Linked DNA regions of Rattus norvegicus: region 1 is linked to region 2. Evidence: chromatin contacts called from public Hi-C data. All regions are on one chromosome and are shown on one strand. The core of a region is the stretch at or near the end of the contact, and the rest is flanking DNA. Distances in the headings are between cores, read along the strand shown.

The links. A called contact is a pair of places that touch in the nucleus more often than the background predicts.
Region 1: a Hi-C map of Schwann cells shows a contact between it and region 2, with 5 times the contacts expected there. The contact joins two enhancer-like sites. A contact is called at or near these places in 8 of 12 Hi-C or Micro-C datasets (the A7r5 cell line, the Rat2 cell line, Schwann cells and 5 more).

Annotation. Positions count from the first base shown.
Region 1 is chr9:82,868,352-82,873,206 of GRCr8, reverse strand. No RefSeq gene overlaps it. Among named protein-coding and RNA genes, the nearest start is that of Tns1, 280 kb to the left of the region's middle. Within about 2 kb of position 3,541, at least 5 of the 93 cell types and tissues checked have an H3K27ac peak or open chromatin away from gene starts, as enhancers often do. A contact at or near this core is called in Schwann cells, where this site is marked.
Region 2 is chr9:82,661,173-82,666,740 of GRCr8, reverse strand. It overlaps LOC120094708 (a long non-coding RNA gene), which reads right to left. Exons shown (of 3, transcript XR_005489206.2): 2 at 2,976-3,045; 3 at 1-2,138. Among named protein-coding and RNA genes, the nearest start is that of Pincl, 220 kb to the right of the region's middle. Within about 2 kb of position 4,175, at least 5 of the 93 cell types and tissues checked have an H3K27ac peak or open chromatin away from gene starts, as enhancers often do. A contact at or near this core is called in Schwann cells, where this site is marked.

The DNA of each region.
Region 1 (4,855 bases), core at 2,292-4,791, 210 kb before region 2:
CGGATCCCAAAGGGAGGGAGACAAAGGCTGCTTTGGGCTCTTGGGAAAGGAGGAGGCAATGGGGGCAGGCCAGGCACCCAGTCCATATGGGTGGACTGAGGCACGGTGGGCACAGGCAGACCTTGTCACAGGCAGCACACATGCCTACACCTGATGAGCATTCTTGTGGCAAAGCATGAATGGGGCAGGATTGTGCTTGTGTGAACACATACACAGAAGATCCAGCTTCATGCCCAATTCACCCAACAAGTGCATATATTCACCGGCTCTTAGAAACATCGGTACTGAACTTATAGGTAATAGGTATTTGTTTATGCTCACACATGGTGGGCTCTCACAAGTACCAAGTTTAGTATACACACTCAAAGGTGAACCCTGGGCAAGCTTAGGCTAGTCACATGTAGACGTGTGTGTGTGTGTGTGTGTGTGTGTGTGTGTGTGTGTGTGTTGTGTGTGTGCATGCATGTGCAGGTGCATGCGTATGTGAGCGTGCATAAGTGTGGAGGCCACAGGACAACCTCAGGTGTTTTCTCAGCTAGCCACTTTTTCCAGAGACTGGGTTTCTTACTGGCCTAGAACTCACATAGTAGCTTAGGAAGGCTAGCCAGTCAGTGAGCCCCAGAGATCCTCCTGCCTCCACCTCTACTCTCTGGGATTGCCAATATGACCTACCACACCTGGCTTTGTTGTGTATGGAGGTTCTTGGGATCAGTCAGACACAGGTCCCGGTGTTTGCAAGGTAAGCACTTTATTGACTGGGTTATCTCCCCAGGTTCCCTCTGCCGCTGCATTCATACTCACAGATACATCCTAACCAATCAACGCCCAATCTAATAGCAAGACACAGTGAAGACCTTGAACACATTCATCCCCTGGGCCTCTACCTTCTGACAGGATCATAAATTCTTTCCTGAGCATGGGATGAGACCTGAAGACTCTACCCAGAAGCAGACAGAGGAGTCCTATAGGGCAGAGCTATTCTTTGTTGCGTGTTGAGTCCTGCCAAAGCCACTTATGTGGTTGAGAAATAGTCTGGAAGGCAGCATTCCAGGTCTGTGCCACCGGCCACTTGACCTTGTCACCATCCTTGCCGATGAGTTCTAGGCTCTAGGAAGGGAGTTTCAAAGTCTTCTATGGCCCCTCTCCCCAAAGTCTTCTTGTTCATTTCAGCCTCCATGGTGTGGCCCGTGGGAGGGGAACAGCTCGGGTAGGTACAGGGTAGACTGTGGAATAGATGACTTTGATATTCTCGTTGAAAATTTGAATTTTGAAGTTGTTTCTATCCTTTTCTGAGGTTTAGAGTTCTTCCTGTCTTTCTGCCTTCCTCACCCTTACACCCCCCTTCCGCCCCCCGCACTGTTATTAGGGAAAGAAAATTGGACATCGAGCCCATTTTGAGAACATCTCTCAGAATAATTGTGCCATGACACACAGGGAGTGCAAAGAAAAAAACAGGAAGCCAGGCTGTGAGGACTGCTTTGAAACTGGCAGGCTGCAGGCTGCAGCATGGCCATTGGCCAGACAACCTCACTGATGGCAGCCGGCCGTTCCCCACCACACTGCTTCCTGCTGGGCCTGGTTCTGAGGGATGCTGCCATGGTCTGCACTGGCTCCTGTGGTGGGGCCGATGACCTTCCTCTTCAGACCCCAAGCCCAAGTCCAGTGTGCCATGTTGACTCCATGTGGAGTGGATGCTGGAAGCCAGCCCCTGGCTCCTCCCTTGTTCTGGCCATGGGGCAAGCCTCTATGGGAAGCCTGCTTAACCACATTTGTTTGGGAGATTTTCTGGGCAGTTTAGATTTGGGTCAGAAGGTGGCTTTGAGGATTAATCGATTTCAATGTTTTTATGGTGAGTTTGGTGCCCTCCTCAACTCAGTTTTTCCACGTCTCTTAATTTCCAATTACATGTGCTGAGAGATTGGACTCTTGGAGTTCTGGGATAGTCAGAGTGCCCCTCGAGGTGGACAGGGTGTCACTGGAGGATGCTGACACCGGAGGAATTCTTCTGATGTTGCTACTGGGCAGGCACTAAGTAGTGGAAAGGGTAAAGGCCACCTGGGTGCATGACTTTTCCTTCGAGGAGGGAGCTAGCTTGGATGACCCCCCCCCCAGGAGCCATGCTGAGACTTAGAGGCAAAGAGACTTACTTTCCTATTTAAAGGGCCCTCCTCACACAGGAGGGACAAGACTCTTCTGTATCTAGCACAGCCGTAGGGGGCTTAGATGGGATGTATCCCTTTCCTCCTTTTTCGTAGGTAGGTAAACACCCATTAATTTACTGACAAAAGCAATAGTCATGGATTTAGTCTGTGATTCTGAGAGCTGGTAATTTGGATGGGGCTCAGCTGGGTGGGTCTACAGCCCTGGGCTGGGGTTTGTTCCCTAGCTCTCAGCAATCAGTCACCAGGTGGTCTGCACTTATTTGCTCACAGGTGGCAGAAGCTAAGAGGAACCAGTTTTCCTTGTTTATCCATCTTCTTAAGAGGAGATGGGGTTTGATCTGGGGAGAATGAGAAGCCCCTCCGAGCTCAGGCGCGTTAATGGCATGGCATCACATTTAACCTGAGTAAGTTGTAACATAAGCTCCAAATGTCTAGACTGCACATAAAGGGCACGGATACCAAGAAGAGTGGAGAAGGCTGGCCCCCTTTACAGTTTGGTGCTGGGGGTAGATTTTTGAGCTGATGTCCAAAGAGCTTTCTAAGGAGTTGAGCTGTTTCGCACAGGTGCAGACGGATTTGCCAACCTCTGGTCTGCTCTGGCTGAGGATCCGCTTCTCAGTGAATGAAATGCTTGGCCTCCTAAGGCCTTTTCTGGTCCCCGGTGTTTATTTAACTAGAGATTTATTCTCAACAATCTATGGTTGACAATCGTCATAGTCACGGACTATGGAGAGAACTGGAGTAATGTCCCCAATTCGTCACTGTACCATCACCCTGCCTTTGTCATACCCCATCAAGACTCCCCCAGATTCTCCTTCATCTACCATCGCTCCCTGCTGCAGAGGGCCTTGCTCACACCGACCAATCACAGCAGATTTGGTTAGGTGTAGGGAACAGAAGAGAGAGGACGGGCACCCTTAAAGGCAGCATTTTCAGGACGTTGTTTTTATCTTACAGGCTTTAAAGAAGAATGCGCTGGAGAAGAAAAAGGAAATAGCCTGTGCACAATTTTCAGAGCAACGCAGGGCGAGGCAGAGAGTAGAAAGTGGGAGATGCCAACAAGCCAAGCCCAAGTGGGTTTTCTGGGATGGAGATATAAACTTGAGCTATGAAGCTGGAGACAGGCAGGAAGTGGGCTTGGCCGGCACGAGGAGGCGCATGCGTCGTCTGGCAAACCATCCCTTTCCAGGCTTGTCTTCTCAGTTCCCTTTGGTTTCCAGCCCCTCCTGACCCTGGGGACAATGCTGCTCTGTGTTGAGACTTTTGTGATGGCTGAGAGAGAGGAAGAGAGAGAGAAAGATGGTCAGGGTGGCGGTGTGTGAATCACTCTTGTCACGTAGTCCTGTCAGCTGCAGTGGCTCCTGAGTCTGCACAGGGGTTCGGGAAACTATGGCCCAAGTTGAGCCCATGCCTGGAAGCTGGTCAGCCAGCTGCAGGGTGTGCTGCTCTGAACTACCCAGTGTGCAAAGGGCAGGACATGGGAGCATGGGGGAAGGTTTGTTACCATGGGGACAGGGTGAAAACACTCAAGCTGCAGGGATGGGTTCTGGCCTTTGCTATCTCTTTCCTAGGTTGCTATGGAGCTGATGCTCAATGCTTCTGGAAGTTCGAGGGCCTTGGGTTCATCCCAGAGATGAGGACCCTTTCTTGTCCCTTAGCTCAAGCAGGATGTGTCTTCCTTAGCCTGGGGGCTGTCCTCAGCGACTGGAAAGGAAAATGTCCCCAAGTTTAGATATGACATCTTATTCTAGTGCAAAGAAGGCAGAGTAAGTCATGCAGGATATTGAGTGCTCTGGGTTCTAAGCACTGGCTTTGGAATAGGAAACTAGAGGTTCAAAGGCTGGCACATTGCAAAGACATAGAGTCAGGAGGGGATGTCCTTGGTGCCAGGCACTGAGGGAAGTCTGTGTTGCTTGAAGACAGCATGGGTTTCTGAGGATGGAAGCAGCCCTCCATAACTCCCCGTATCTCTGTTTCACCTTAGAAAAGGAGGTAAGAAATCCTGTGATCCACACAGGGTCTCAGTGTGATTCATCCAGCCTCTATGCCTTCTCTCATCTGACCAGCAGAGGGCAGTGTGGTACTGTCGGTGGAACTGACTCAGTAAGGTTTCTTTCCACTCCAGTACTTGCCTCCTAATCTTTTAAAACCGAAGCTGCTTACACACAACCTTGTCTGTCAGAATGGCATGGATTAGACTGGCACTCTGAGCCCCTTTTCTGACAGAATGCCGCCCCCCCCCCCCCGCGCGCTTATTCAGAGACCATCTGAACTCTCACCTCCGTTCCTTGGGCCCAGCAGGTGACTCAGAGCCTCAGGGATAAGGTCCATGGGAGGGCAGGCACGGTGGGCGAGCGTAAATGGTTTTCAAGATCCATTCTTAGCTGCTTCTTGAGCCAGTTTTGAGAGTGGGTGGACTGCTCCAGCCTATTAAGGAACGTGAGATGCTCCCTTCCTCTACCCCCCCCCCCCGCACCCCCTATGTCTGACTTTCGCCCCCCGGGGGTTGATGGGAGGACTCTACTGGATCCCTGTGGGATTCCCGGACTACCCATACAACCCCGGCAAGTCTCTTCTCTCCAGAAAGCACTTTCTCCATTGGAAAAGTGAGAGCGTTGGGGTCTTATGGCCTGAAAAGGCTTGGAATGGTCACCTTTCCTATTTCTACGTTGGGACTCTGTTTCCTTCCGATT
Region 2 (5,568 bases), core at 2,926-5,425:
TTGAAGTATGAAACTTAGAGGTAAGAGTGTGCCCAAAGTTAGACTAGTTCTGCCTGTTATGTCATTCTTCGGATGCCACCCATCTTTCTTTCTTTTTTTTCTCAAGTTGTTTTCAAATAAAGAAAAAAGAAAAAAATTTTTAGGTGTGCCCTCCTCTAACCTCCTGCCATTCTTGCCACAATACCCCTACTCTTCTTTCTCCCATCCTTCCTTCTGGGTGTTGTTCAGCTCCTTGCTGCAACCTTGGAGCACACTTCTCTTCTCCTCACAACTCCACCACAGCCAAGCTCCTGGTGACAGGAAGATTAGAGGAGGAGCCAGGCTGTGTCAGGTACCTGAGATCCATGTGGGGAAAGATGAAAGGCATGCCCTGCCCTGTTAGTCTCTTGGCTACTGCTAAAGTAAAATCCCAGAGATAAAGTCCTTGTCTTCTTGCCATCTGCTCTTCCTTACTGAGAGAGCCTGCTGGTTTCAGTCTCCAGGGTAGAGAAGAGAGTTCTTCAGGATGGCATTGACCTGGATGCTCTCTTACTAGACTAATGGTACTTGGTTCTAGAAGATACTTCCCTTCCCTCCACTGCCCAAACACACATTCTCTCTCTCTCTCTCTCTCTCTCTCTCTCTCTCTCTCTCTCTCTCTCATTACTGGTTTACCTCAATCATTCCTCATGCAAGGCAATGTCTTAAGTTGGAGTGTGAAAGAAGAGGGAGGCAAGGAAGGAAGAGGAGGGTGGGGGAGATAAAGGCAGAGAGAAAGATGAAGACAGGGATAGGGAGGTAGGACAGGAATTTTCACTTGGGAGGTAGGACAGATACTAAGGCTAATGATGGAAGTCAAGTGTCATTTCATAGCTTCTGGAACTGGTGCCACGGTGTGAGCAGCAAAGAGATAGAGGGCACAGAGATTCCAGACATTTGGAACCATTACACAGAGCATTATGGAACTGACATCCTTTTCCTTTTGTTAGTCCAACATCATCACCATCATCTGAAGAGGCAGGCTGTTTCAGCTCCTCTACCATGCAGGCAGATTTACACACTATGTGGCAATCTCTTAAGCAGAGGTGGAGTTGATATGGCAAGCCATCTCTCTAAATCTGAACCATTTATTATCTCTAAAGTCTAGCCTGCCAGAAGTTCTGTCATCAAAAGCCACTTTCATAAGCACACTGTGTCCATGGCCATGCCCCAAGATTTGCAGAGTGGATGGCATGTATGGCTGCCTCATTTTGATGTGTTTCCTTCAGACTTTCCTGAGTCAAGAACTCTGCTTAGGATTTCACAAACACTGTGCCATTGCCACAACAAGAATCCCATTTTGCAGAAGTCAAAGAGGTTAGGCATCTCATTTGAAGGCAGAGAACCACCGTGGTACAAACCTGAGCATGGAGCTCAAAGACCCATTCTTTTCACCTGGCTTCTCCATCTCTACATCTGATGTCTTGGCTGGGGTAGTGTCACTTAGAACATTTATTTGTGATGTCTTTGGAATGACAGTTGCAGCATAGTGGGACCTCTGACATGAACGTCCACTTTCCAAGAGGGAGACAGTGAATGACTTGGGTCTGCATGACTTTTTATGACCTGGCTTTGAGCATCATCAAGCCACATGTTCCCAATAATTACATACTGCTCATTTTATAGGAAAGGGACATTCTCCATCCCCAACTCAATAGCGCATTGTCAAAGACTTTGGACATATTTAAAAGCCACCAGATGTGATAAAATTGTGGGTCAGTAAATAAATGGGCTGGATGGATTGAGATCCTGATGTATGCTGAAGACTATGCTTGTTTGATTCTCATTTAAAGAGTTAAAAAGCCTAGGATGGCAATTTGTGCCTTCATTTGACTGAAGTCATTTAATCCCTCTGTGGGCAAGGTGATGGGTGGAAAAGTAGGTACCAGCTCAGGGCAGAAGGGCAGCTGGATATCACCCACCAATGGGATGTTGTCCGAAAGGCTCTCAAAATGCTCTGCCACATGAGATGTCATTCTGAGTCAGGGTCAGTTCACTGAATCTCAGTCTTTCACTTTATAGTTGGCAAGGCTGAAGCGACTGGAAGAGTCTTATCCAAGGTGATGCCATCCAGCCTGGTGGCCTGTAGCTCTGTGTATCTATAGGAGTAGAGTGTGTCTCTAGAAGCAGAAATAAACAGAGGTGGAGAGTTTATCTCTCAGTCACACTGGCTGCCTTTTAGGGCCCAAGTGCTACTTGTGGCTGGTGGGGACTCCACCCAGTAAAGTAGATAATAGTCAGACCCGCAGCAGCACTGATCTACTGGCACACAAGCTGCTGGATTTGGAGGGAACTCTAGGCAGGAAGGCCCAGTCCTCTGTTGACCAGGCCTTGGAACTTTCCCCAGGGACGCTGTGGGTAGCTGGGAACTGGCTGTCAGAAGAGGTTCAGAACTTCTCTAAAGCCCTAAGCCTGCCTTCTCCATTTGCATGTCCACTTTGGTCTGGCTCACTCTCATTAGATTTGTAGCAAGAGGCTAAAGGCTTGGCTGACTAGAGAGAGCCTGGCTGAATCTTTGGGGAGGGACCCTGTTTAGGGATTCAAAGGACCTAGGAGAGAAGCTCTCTGACAATAGCACTGTAGAGGCTGATAAGACCCCTGCCAGGAGAGGGAGGCTGCCTAGAGATCTACACATTCGCCACTTCTGACTACAGTCCTGGATCTCAGAAGAATACTACCCTGCTTCAGCCCCTCACCCTCTGTATTGTACCTCAGCTTGGATAAGAGACCAAAAGCCAGTGCAGTCCCTTCACAGTCTTCATGGAGGCCTTTGACATTAGCATTACCTCCCTTTTATTGGATTAGGGGCAAACACTATTTCTCCTTTCATCTGTAGTTGCATGGAGGGGATGCTAGCACCCACCTTCCCCATTCTACTTTCAGGCGTTACCAAGGCTGCTTTGGCCCCGTGCCTACTCTGGAGCAGGGCAGCAGAGGTTAGAGTCTTGGCTACTTACCCTGAGTCCTCTTCCAACCCCACAAGTGATTTAGCCAAGTTGTTCATCATTTTGGACTTCAGTTTCTCATCTGCAAAACGAAGAGGAAGTGACTAAGCCAGTGTTTCTCACAGACCACGTGATCAGGAGCCTCCCGAGGAGCATGCTGAAGGGCAGGTGTGACCGACTAGGTCTGAGAGCAACCTGAGACTCTGTGTTTCTTAGAATCCCGGGGCTGCTTTTGTTGCTTATCTATAGTGGCAAGGGTGTAGTACTGTGTGTGGGATGCTTCCTATATAAATAGGAACATCCTGTTTGTGCTCTTTAGTAGGGAAACCACCTACTGCAGGAGACTGCCGAGCACTTAAAGCCTAGCTGGTGAGTTCAAGGAGCTAGCTTTTCGGTTTTTACCTTGTCTTAATGAATTAGGGTATCCAGCGGCTACCATGTTGGATGGCACAGCGTGGGTATCCTCTAAGACATTTTACTGACCAGCTGTGTGGAGTTAGATAGGTGGTTTAATTTCTCAGACTCACAGCTTTACCACGAGTACAAGTAAAAACAAAAAGGTAACGTTTCCTGTTTATCAGGGAGGCTGGTCGGCTGGTAAGAATAGTCTGTAGTCTGAGCAGACATGTGCTATGTAGTTATGGTACTATTATTACTGTTACTACTCTTGGTATCTTACAGTGGAGCAGTGGGAAGAAAACGGTATTGAAGTTAGACAAACTGTATTAAAATCTCAGATCCAACTAGCTCTTGTTGTTTTGGGCTTCTGCAAACTTTGGTGGCAGCAGCTCTAAATAGCAGCTTTCCAGGATGGAGACTCTTAAACGCATCAAAAGTTAAGCAGCTACAGGTACAATGTGCAGGATACAGGAGGTAATCAATATGTTCGGTCAAACACTATCCTACCACTCTTAGATGCCAGGGTTCAAATCCTGGCCCTTCCTAGCCATGTGTTCTTGGGAACCTATTAGATCTCCTTTCCTTAGTTTTATTGTCTGCTAGAGGAAGATCAGGATCATATCCAGGAAAGTCTGGCTACTGATGTTGCCATTTGACAAGTGGTGAGTGAGTTCTCTCCGTATTCTGTTAGGAATCTGATAAAGAATGACAAATAAAACTGGAAACTCACCCGGCTCCTCCCATCTGTATGATTCTGTGCTAAGTCAGATTCATATGATGCTGAGGGTGGGTGGTGGTGTAACTGGGAGGACAGACAAGGCCTTGTGAAAAGAGGCATTTCAAGGGAGCCAACACACAGTTGATGACTGGATGTTGGGAGGGAGGCAGAGTCTGGGCTGCAGATGTGAGTGTATACCTTGTCTGCTCACAAGGTTGTTAAGAATCAGTAGGAGGTCATGTGCAAATGACCAAGGTGGCATGTTTGGGAGGAGCTTAGCACATGGGTGTCTCTTCTCCTCTGTGGTGCTGCAGAGCCGTACCCCATGCTGGCTGGGCAGTCTCAGGCCCTGCACGGGAACTCATCCTTCTTGTAGTTCAGGTCTCCCTAAATTAGGAACATTTCCCTGTTATGGTTGAACAGATATCACCGTAGGGCATACCCAGTTTACTATTTGATGGATATTGCATTGAGCCCCAAAAGAATAAAACATTAGCACAAATAGCCTATGACATTGGAGAATGAGATCTCTTTTTAACAAGGATTTTATTTATGATCAGTGTGTGTGTGTGTGTGTGTGTGTGTGTGTGTGTGTGTACATGCGTAGCTGCAGTCTCTGTGTGAAGACCATACACAGAACAACTTTCAGAAGTTTGTTCTGTCAATCCCATGTGTTGAGACTAAGACCAAACTTGCCAAATTTGAAGCAAGCTTTAATTAAATACTGGCCAGGTCCATACTCAGGTTCTCAGGAAAGGGCCATGAGTCACATTTTGCTGAGGCTTAAAATGGCAAAACCATCTGGATGGTGGTGGCCCACGCCTTTTATCCCAGCACTTGGGGGACAGAGGCAGGTGAATCTCTGAGGGTTCCAGGTCAGCCTCTTATACAGACCAAGTTCTAGGCCAGCCAGGCCTATAGAGAGAAACCCTGCTCAAAACAAACAAACAAACAAACAAACAAACAAACAAAGACAAAGCCCAGAATTCACCACATTTCCCCTCAGATCCAATCATGGACGAGCATGCATCCTGACTATGTCCTGCCCATGTACCTCCCACCCACATGTGATCAAGCACATCCCAAGCACATGGGTCAAATAAGCTTGTTTAGGGGAGCAAAAACACGAACAATAGCCTCCATTTTGTCACGAGTGCTCTCAGGTCTCTCCTGCTGTTCGGTGGGTAAATACCTTTACCCATGGAGCTTCTCACTGGCCCTGGAAATGAGACCTGAGTAGGTTCTCTGTCTGGGAGGTTCTGCAGCTTGAGTGTAGTTGCTGGTTTATAGCTCCTTTGAGTTTCTCCTTTTACATTCTGTATTGATCATTGTCCCTATGCTATCAGCCCTGTCAATGAGAGAGCTTATTATGGTGGTGCCGTTTGATAGTTGTTATTATTTCAAATATCTAATTTCCTTCCCCAGGAGAGCGTTTGGGGTGGGGAACTTGTCTTGCACCCCTGTATCAGCACAGTTGACTTGCTGCTC